2 separate regions of the Columba livia genome follow, and region 1 is linked to region 2. The links are chromatin contacts, called in public Hi-C maps. All regions are on one chromosome and are shown on one strand. The core of a region is the stretch at or near the end of the contact, and the rest is flanking DNA. Distances in the headings are between cores, read along the strand shown.

Region 1 (4,843 bases), core at 198-2,697, 220 kb before region 2:
TTGCCAGCATTGAGCCCAACTACTCTAGCAGCCAACTCCTTATCAAATACTCTAGCAGCCAACTCCTTATCACAGCATAAAGGCACCACAGCCCTGCAGATCTACTTACACCAGGGAAACCTCAAAGCTAGGGTCAGACCCCACGCACAGGACCACTTGCAGTGGTGCTAACACTGCCAGGAGCATCTGCACCAGCAGGGGCTGGAGGTGACACACCAGGGACACCCAAGGACACCTGTGTAGGGCTGGGTTCCCATCTCCTACCCGAGCACCTGGGGCAGCCAGCCAGGGGCATGCGGAGCCATGGAGCCCCGCTGTCCCCGCTCCCAGCAGGACACAGGTGTACACACCGGGGCTAGGTCACCTTCCCTGTCTGTCCAAGCGCACACCCAGCCCGGCCACATGCACAGCAGCTGGCAGAGAGAGACAACAGGCACTAAAGAAAAAAAAAGGACAAAAAACCCAATAATCCTGCCTGCCAGAGACTTTGCAGGAGGCCAGAGGAGACCTTGTGCCCATGCACGCGTTCTCCCCAGCTGCCCCAGCCTTAAAAGTCGGGGTTCCACGGAATCGCCGGCAGCGTTTCCAGATGAAATCCTGGGCTGCGGGCAGGAACCACTGCCCAGGAGAAACACATATACGGGTATTTTACCTATACATACACATATAAAACATATGTTATATATACACGTAATATGCACCTATATAGAAATATATTTGTATATTGGCATATCTATGTCTAGCTAGCTATATGTCTATATATATATATATATATATATATATATTTATCGATGTAAACTTTCACCGGAACGAGCCCGCAAGGCTGCCGGACCTCCTTCCTCCCCCACCTCCGTCCCGGGCCCCAGCGTGCAGCGGAAGGGCTTCACACGGCTCCAACAGCGCGGCGCCCCGAGACCCCGCCGGTCAGGCCCCGTCCCGTCCGGAGGGCAGCCAGAGCCCGCAGCCCGGCAGGGGCACGGACGGAGCCCGGGCCGGGACACGCTGCGCGGCCGCCGGTGTTTACCTGCTCCCGGCTCGGCACAGGCTCCTCTCCGTGCCCATTGGCTCCGGCACGCTCTGGCCCCAATGCTGGCCGGGGGAAACGAGCACGCCCACCGATTCGCCACAGCGGCTGTCGCTCGATGGGTGTCTCCGCCTACTGGCCACTCTTCTCCAATGGGAGAGAATGGTGAGAAGAAGGAGGGCCAATAGGAAGGCGGTTCTCGTCGCCGCTTCTCTCCGGCAGTGAGGCGGCCGGTGAGGCGGTGGCTGCGCCGCCATAGTGGGGCGGGTGTGAGCGGTGTGGCGGGTCCCTGGGGCCCCGGGGGCAGGCGGGCTAGCCGCAGGCAGCGGCAGCGCCTGGGAGGAGCCGTGGCTCCCGGAGCTGGGCGGCGGTGTCAGGTGTGGGCTTCTCCCTCAGCGAGGAAAGGGCGGCTCCGCTCGGCCGCGGGCCCGTCCTGCCGGGTGCTGTTAAGTGCCTGGGCGCTGCGGGACGGGCTGTGTGGGGCCCGGTGACAGGAGGGAGCTGGTGAAACACCCTCAGCTTCCCCTAGAGCTTAATGGCTGCGGCTTCACAGCTGGACGTGGGACACTTACGATGCCGGTGAAAGGCAGTTTTACACTAATTGCTTGAAAATGTCTGGCTTTACACCTGTGACTTATGTTCTTACAGATCCTGTAGCTAGCCAAGCCACCGGCTTAAAAAAGGCATTTAAATGTGTATCTACGTCCTTCAGTAATGGGAAGGCTATGAGAGTGTGCAAATCCTGACTGAAATAAAAAGGTAAGGGAGAAGAGTGGAGGAGTAAACAGGGAAACCAGAGGAGATGGCCAAAGAATGGTTCTTTCGGAGTTGCGCCCGACCTCTGCCCAGTTTATGGATCAGAAGGATGAATAAAGGAAAATTACAAACATTTTCACATTATTTACTACGGGTGTGGGAAATTTGTATTTTCTAGGTGTCTTTTTGTTTAAAATTAAAAGAACCTAGCAAGACAGTAAACGAGAATTCTGTAGACAAGTGAAAATGTTTTTTCAGTCAGCACACAAACTGTTGCCGTGCCTCTGTTGTTCCCATTGCTTTATCAGGCAACGGTCAAGTGAAATTAAGATTTTTGTAGCTCTGTAGCACTTGCTCATCATCTGTGGGGCCAGAGGCACAAACTGGAGTCACGGTAAAAACTCTGCTGCTGCTGCTTCAGAAGAATCTCGGGCACAGACACAGGGAGTATTGGCAGCAAAGGTTTACCTTCCTTGTTGCTTTGTGCCATCTGTGATGATCTTGCGTACAGAAGAAGTGAAGGGTAAGACAGCAATGAAGGAGATGCAAGGCAAAATAAGTTAATTTCTCCACTGTATATCATTGGGAAAAATGGAATATTCTGCAGATTCCAAATCCAGGTTGGCCATCACATTATTTTCCTTGAATGTTCTGTGCAATGTTGGTGACAAGTGATACACCTCCCTTATGCCTGTAGTCTTTATTTTGAGCCACTTTGCACACAGAAGTAAGTTACATGTAAAATTCTTCAGAGCCCCAGACAGCTGCCTATCAAAGCATGGCCAGCTGTCTTTTGCCAACGTAAAGTCAGTCTAGGAAAACGGATAAACTGTGTGTTTGGCTGTGTTCATCACTAGCGGAGCATCAGAGCTCTGTGTAACAGGCTTCTCTCAAAGGCTGTGCCTGTCCTTTGTGTGCTAAGCTGTTGAGTTTCTTTTCACTGTACTCTTGTTCCAGCTGGAGTTTATTTTAAATGGAAATTTCTCTGATTAATTGAATCCTTTGCACATTGTACGCTCAGCTGCTTGTTAAGTTTGTTTAATATTAGGAGAAGGATCAATTTTGGTTGCACTTAGGTTTTCCACAACTGAGAGTGGTTTCATACCCCTTTAGTTTATGTGGAGCTTATGTATCTGACACAGATTTGGGATAACAGTAAAAATATGTATCTGTTTTAAAACATTATACATCTTCAAACCGAAAGCATTGACAGTCTGAACTGCACGGCTCTTCACCTCGCTGGCAGTCAGCCAGTCCCTCAGCCTGCCCAGAGTTCTCACGGAGCCGGCAACAGGCACGTTCCAGTGAACACCCTGGCCTGCCATAAATATATGCAATAACAGGTAAGTTATTCTTAGGCCCATTAAAGTCCCCAGGGCTGCGTGCAGATTTCATCCATATGGAGTGATTTGAGTTAGGAGCGAATTTTTTTTTTTTACAGGTGAATTTTCTTCATTTTTCACTAACACCTGTCAGTGTCTCCCTTATTCTTTTCTCCCTCACCTCCCTCTGTTCCTACCATATAATGGGCACAGCAATCTTTGGTAATTAATGCTTTTTCTTGTCCACTCTTCGTTTTCCCTTTTTACACTGTTTTTCCAAATTCTAGGTTCATTTCACTGCCCTTCCTCTGGCTGGTTCCAGTCAGCATCATATCTGTTTTTACCTTTATCTTGGTGGATGCATAGGACTTGGAAACAATTTGGTTGTATTACCAAGGCCACATACCTCAGAATTCTGATGCAGGTTCCCCTTTTCCTCCAAATCATTACATTTTAAATAATAATACTGAGTGGTTTTAATTTGCTTTCTGCTTTTTTAATCTCTTAGGACATTTGAATTGTTAACACCTATGTTGCTATTTTTTTCCCTCAAATATCAAAGAGATAAGTGTTTTGTTCTCCATTTCCTTTTCAAATGAAAGCTGAAACTTCCTTGCAATCCCAAGCCCCCTGGAATCAAGGCATGTTCACCGGAGCTGGACAGCCTCTTACTAAACAAGATCTCTCTGGTTCAACAGAGGGTGACAGATAACCCATTCAGCATGGCCATGTGGATTTTAGAGGCTGTAAATATCACCTAAAGGTTGACTGAAAACCACACTCATCTTTAGGCTGCAAGACAAAAGAGATGAGTCAGGCCTTGTCCCATCCGAATTAAAAGCCTTCTTCCTTAACTGCTGGGTGGGCTTTGTCTCCTTCTAGGGACTGAAGGAGAACATGGGAACTGGTTTTACAAGCCCAGTAGGCTTTTCTCAGCAGCTTTAGAAGCTAAACTTGCAGCTTTTTTTCTCTCTTAGAAATACTGCTCTTGAGTATGAAGGGCTCTGGGAGAAGATTACATTAACATGGAACTACACAGGTAGTCTCTTCAGGTCTCTGGTCTGAAATTTAGAGACAAATTAATTCCTTCTTGCTTCCCACATTCACACTGAATCTTCCTTTTTGCTCTCATGCTGTTGGACAAGTGCAAAGAGATGTAGGTCTTGTGCAACCTAACAAAGTGTTTAAGGAAAAATTACATGTACTGCAACCTTCATGAAAGCACAAGAACTGGTGGCACTGGGGCTATGGGTATGTGAAACCCAGCTGTCTTTCTGAGAATTGGTATTCTGCTTGTGTCCTTTGTAGTTTTCAGAGGCAAAAATCTATCTTAACGCTGGATGTTCCACTCTGTACCCTAAAGTGGGTAATAGGAAGACAAAGAGTTGTTTCAGTACCTCCTTCCTTGAGAGTTACTACCACACAGCTTTCAGTCAGAATGTCCCTTCACAAATATTTTTTTCATAGCTGCATCACATGAGAAGCATCTGACCTGAGAGCACATTAAAAGACATTTTGATCAAAGCCTCGCACTGTATTCCTTTGGCCGTCAAAAATATTTCTGCCTTCTTTTTTTCTCTTTAAACAGATCTGTGAAGTCATTTCCTTGAAGGATCTCTCAGAGATAGTGTAATGTATGCCAGTTCGTAGGAAAACCATGTGACAAACCACATTGCAGCTTTTGGGGAGGAGAGTGTTTCTCACCAGAAACAATTGTTGCCAGGCTGGTAGTTGTTACAGG
Region 2 (4,874 bases), core at 1,457-3,956:
ATTTCTCATGGCTGCCGCCAGAGCATTCTCTGGTTTGTAACAAAATTTGTATGTCCGCGGTGCTGTTTGTATTAGTGAGGGCCCTGGCTGAGCACTAACTCACCGGATTCCCACTGCCCTGGGACAGGGGAAGGGACATGTCGTGATCCATGTGTCACACTCAGGCAACAGAGGCACAGAGCAAGGCAGGTTGAGATCTGTTGAGATCAACAGATTTATGAAAGGGATTAACGTGATTTGGCAACTCTAACACCACAAAACTGTCGGCAGTTTGCCTACAGAGGAAATTACATCGTAGTAAAAAGAACCATAACAACGTAGTTCTTAGTGTAGACATTCCTGTTTCAAAGCAAGACTTACACTGGTTATAACCATCCAAACTCCTGCATGCATTCTCAAGGTAGGGTCAAAAAGGTAAAATGCCCAGAGCTTTCAGCTTGATCCTTTCAAGCAGTGTGTTCAGGCTCATTCATACAGAAGAACCACTTACCCCTTTTAAAAAAGAAAATCCACTAAACCCCATTTTGGGTAGTATTAATTTAGTGGTTTGCATTCACAAACAAACAAAAAATTAGGCTAAACTTCGAACAGTGACTTGTTACTGTGACTTTCTTTGCTTGTTTGCATGCTTGCATGCTGGTGAATGTCTGTGTATTGTTCCGTAGACTAATTCATGATATTGTACAGATCCCCAGCTGGTCTCTAGGCTGCAGGTTGTGGAGCTGCACTTTGGTAGTTAGATAGGGCTGCTTTTCCTTAGAAGTGAAAATGGCCCCAGCTGGAGGAAACACTAACAAGAAGCCATTTCTCTTTTGCTCAAGCCCTATAAATAAATACCATATAAACAAATGAGTATTTTCAGAGGAACTGGATATATTCTTGGAAGAAAAATTATCCCCAGGATGATGGCAGGCAGGAAATCCCTGAGCCACAAATCTCGAGATGCTGGGAAATATTTGGGAGAACAAGTACTGTTCGCTTGGCCTTTCTTATGTCAGCTCCTGGCAGATGGTCACTGGGAGAGGCAGGATCCAAGTTAAACAGTCCATTGACTTGACTCAGGACAACTCTTGCGAGTCAAACATTATTTGTGTATAATTCACTTTTCTCCCAAAAAACCTGATGGAGCAGGCTGGTGGTAGGTTTGTTGAAATGGGTGAATGCAACTCCCCACCTCATTGCCAGTCACCTTCAAAATGGGGAAAGCCCTGGCAGAGATGCTGGGCAGCGTGGGGAGGGAACCACCTCTGGCTCCTGGTCACATCATCTAGGTAAGCTCTCCTGGACCTCTCACTTTTCTCTTGTGTGAGACTAAATGTGTTGATCTGCCTCTGAACTGCTGGCATCCGGTTCAAGAACTTCTGTAATAAGTAATCAGAAACAGCAGAAGACTCTGCATTTGAAGCATCTGCATCTGATGGTGTGGATGCAGCACCATCTAGTGCTTTACAGAGATTTTTTTTACCCTCCTTCCCCAAATCAGTAGGGATGTGTTCAGGGTACATCCTTTCGTCCCTGGCACACTGCTAGTCTGTAGGCTCTTGGAAGACAAACACCACGTACTTTTGTAGCAAGTGTGTGACAAACTGGGAGGCAGAAAGTGCAAATTAGAGGTGCGTTAACATTTCAGGCCATACAGGCTTGCTGAGATGCTGTTGTGCAACTCCGACTGATACCTGCGAGGCGTCTGAAGCTCACCTGGGACTGAGCATCCTGCTTTACTTAAACCCTAACTCCAGAATCACAATAAAAGTCATGACAAACTCTTATGAAGCGTTTGCAATAACTTCAGTGCCCTCCTCTTCCTTACTCCAGCGAAGCTACAGAACCAATGCCATCCGCTGCTACTTGAGGGTATTACCTCCTATAAAACCAAAAAAGCCAAGATTTCAAGATTTAACTAATCAAAGTGCTTTTTTGTTCCTTTCTTCAGCACCCGTACATACTGTTATCCCCAGGGATGGGAGCAAACTCCTGGCTGGGAGTGAGACCGTACATGTGTGCGGGACGGCTGCGGACACAGGCAGACCGCTTTCTGCGGCGGGCTCTACCGCGGCTGGAGCAGCTACGCCAGGCAGCGGCACCAACGCGTGTGCACACAAAACACGCCGTTTCTCTGCACCCCCGGGGCTCCCCAGCGGGGTGGTCCCTGCGGGCAGGCTCTCCGGAGACTCGCCTGCGTACTCCCCGGCGCGCCGGGTAGGCTGCTGGGCGCTGCCTTTCCGCAGCGGGGGGATGTTTGCTCGCCCCCGCTGGGGCTCCGCACGCCGCGCAAAGCCGCGGGCCGAGAAGCGCTGGCGGAGCCCGGAGCGGCCTCGCTCGGTGTTAATTAACGGCCCCTTCCTCGGCTCCAGCCGCTCCTGGAGAGCTCAGACCGAGGGGGCGGGTGATGAAGCGGCACCGGGAGGAGCCGGTCGCCGTTCTGCAGCCCCTTTTCTTCTGCCTTGTTCGCGTCTCCGGAGGGCTCTTTTGGGGAAGGGGACAGCCTTGCTCCGGTGCCCGCCTCGGCTGCTCCGGGCCGCGGCACCGTGTGCGACGGGGCCATGGGGCTCCACCCCGTCCTCGCCCCAGGGGCAGCGCGACCCCGGCGCCACGTGACGCGCCGCCGCTCCCCACCCCCCATTGATACACCGCAGCGCACCGGAACGTTCCAGGCGCCGGCAGGCGCTCCGAATCGATGCCCGAGCGGCAGATCCGGCCGGCTTGCTGAGGCGGGGTTGGGAGCTCGGCGCTCGGCTAGCTGTCCCGCGGGCGGGGGAAAGCGCGGGGCGGCGGGCGCGGGGCACGGGGTGGCTCCGCGGCGGCGGCGATGGCGGAGCCGGCGGAGAAGCTGTACCGGGCGGAGTACGCCAAGAGCGGCCGCGCGTCCTGCAAGAAGTGCGGCGAGAGCATCGCCAAGGACTCGCTGCGCCTGGCGCTCATGGTGCAGGTACCGCGTGGCGGGGCCCGGGCCGGCAGGGGGGCGGGCTGACCGCGGGGCTCCACATCGGCGGCAGGGCCAGCTCGGGGGTCCGCGCCCACAGCCGTCCGGGGCCGCTCGGCCGGGCCTGTCTCCCTCGCCGCGGAGGCGAGCGCAGCCTATTTTTAGTAGCGGCGCCTTCGCCCGCCGCTCCCCGCAGCAGCCCTGCCCGTCGCCCCGGGGCGGCCCCTGGGAGCTGCTCGGTGGCCTGGGCTGTGGAGGCGTCTGGAGGTGACGCGGTGCAGAGTTCCCCGTTAAGTGCCTTAGCGGAGGGGTCGGCTCGGGGCCGCGCACAGAGGCTCTTTGTTGTCCGGAGTGGGAGGCGGGCGTAGGAGGGAGGCGAGCGCCGTGGCTTTTCTGTGCCCGGGGGAGCGTCTGTCACTCGGGGTGTGCTGTAGCGGGTCAGGGACATCTCCGTTCTGTGCGCGCTTTGCATACGAGACAGGAAAAACTGAGACCCGAAACGCGTTAGAGACCGTGAACAGCCCCATGTTTTTCCCCTCCCAGCACGGAGAGCTGCAGGGTTGGCGGGCAGGCTTGGGCTGCCAGCCGCAGAGAGGTGTTTTTACAGAGCTGGCTGGCACATTGCAGACATGAAACAGAGAGCCGAACTGCAATTAGCAGACTGAACGCGAAGGCATGTTTTGCTGTCAGCAGTCCTCAAGTTATTTGCCTTTTGGGGAAAGCGACTTGCTCGTTTCCTTGCAAAATGAAGGGAAGGGCTCCGTCTGGGGTCGGAGGGCTGGGATTTGTGCACAGCCCCGTGCAGCCGTTTTGTCTGGCGTGAAATCGCACGCTGTTGTGGGAAGATGGGGAGGGAATCGGCAAACGCCGCTCTCAGCAGGTCGCTCGGGAAGGGCGAAGAGCTGCCGTCCCAGGCGGCGGGTCTTGGGCTGGTTCTACCTAGGGGGGTGAAAAGGTACCTCCAGCGTTCAGGTGGTGCAGAGGGACGGCGGGCTGAAGGTGGTGTGTGTGCCTTGTGAAAGACAGGCGAACGCGCGTAGGTGCATTTGTGGAAGGGTAGCAAGGACGCGGGCTGCGAACGCGAGAGCTGAGCGCTGCGGTTGGGCGCTGAGGCTGCCAGCCGCCTGAGGAGCCATTTCTGGAGAACGGAGCGGTCTGTGCGGCCGAGAGCCGCTTGTGCCCCGGGAGAGGCTGCCCTTGGAGCTGCCGAGGAAGGGCCGGGGCTGGCGGGGCTTGGCTCCCCGCGGGAGTGCCCGGCTGGCGGGGCTGGAGGCAGGAGCTGGTTCCCCGGAGGGGAAATACCGCTTTTGCTGTTGTTCCCCAGAGCCTCCGTCCCCCGGGAGGGCTGTTCGGCCCTGCAGTGCCAAGCTGCAGCGTTTGCTCGCACGTGTTCCGGCTGCCTTCTCCTTTTGTTTCTTCTGCTGCCCTCCATCGGTGTCTGCTCTGCTCCTCCTCCCCTGCTCCGGCTGCTGCTTCTCCGGTTCCCTCACGTTTGTTATCCCTGCCTGTCTTGTATTTCTCCAGCAGTTTAAGCTGATGCAAGGCAGTTTTGCCTTCCTCAGGCTGGGCCCTGAGGGACTGCAGTGTGCATTGGCTCAGGGAGCCGGGGAGAATGGGTGTGTGTGGTTCTGTAGGGTTGCGTTTATTCAGTGATATTCTGGTGGCAGGTGGAGGGGGACAGCTGGGTTTGCAGCATCCATCACAGAGCCACTGCGTCTTAGCCAACCATCTCCCCAAAACTGCTGGACTTACACCAGCCCCTGATGATTTTTTAATTTTTTTTTTTTTTTCTCCTCTCAAACACTCTTGAATTTGCTTGATCTCTCCTGGAAAGGGCTCTCTCCCTGCTGCCAGTTTTTGTGCCAGCAGAGCACTTTCCATAGCCTGAGCATCTCCCACACAAGGGCCCGGATTTCACCGGAGCACCCGGGCCCCTTGTTTCCTCTGGGGA

Evidence for each region. Hi-C and Micro-C count contacts between places; a contact is called where the count stands out from the background.
Region 1: a Hi-C map of crop shows a contact between it and region 2, with 3 times the contacts expected there. The contact joins the enhancer-like site here to the promoter of PARP1 in region 2. A contact is called at or near these places in 2 of 2 Hi-C or Micro-C datasets (crop and liver).

Annotation. Positions count from the first base shown.
Region 1 is chr3:102,944,430-102,949,272 of bColLiv1.pat.W.v2, reverse strand. It overlaps LOC110362526 (a long non-coding RNA gene), which reads left to right. Exons shown (of 4, transcript XR_010471655.1): 3 at 1-1,189; 4 at 1,673-1,924. Among named protein-coding and RNA genes, the nearest start is that of PSEN2, 6.9 kb to the left of the region's middle. Within about 2 kb of position 1,447, at least 3 of the 3 cell types and tissues checked have an H3K27ac peak away from gene starts, as active enhancers do.
Region 2 is chr3:102,727,488-102,732,361 of bColLiv1.pat.W.v2, reverse strand. PARP1 (poly(ADP-ribose) polymerase 1) reads left to right here and starts at 2,706. Exons shown (of 23, transcript XM_065058613.1): 1 at 2,706-2,929. The coding sequence starts at 2,810.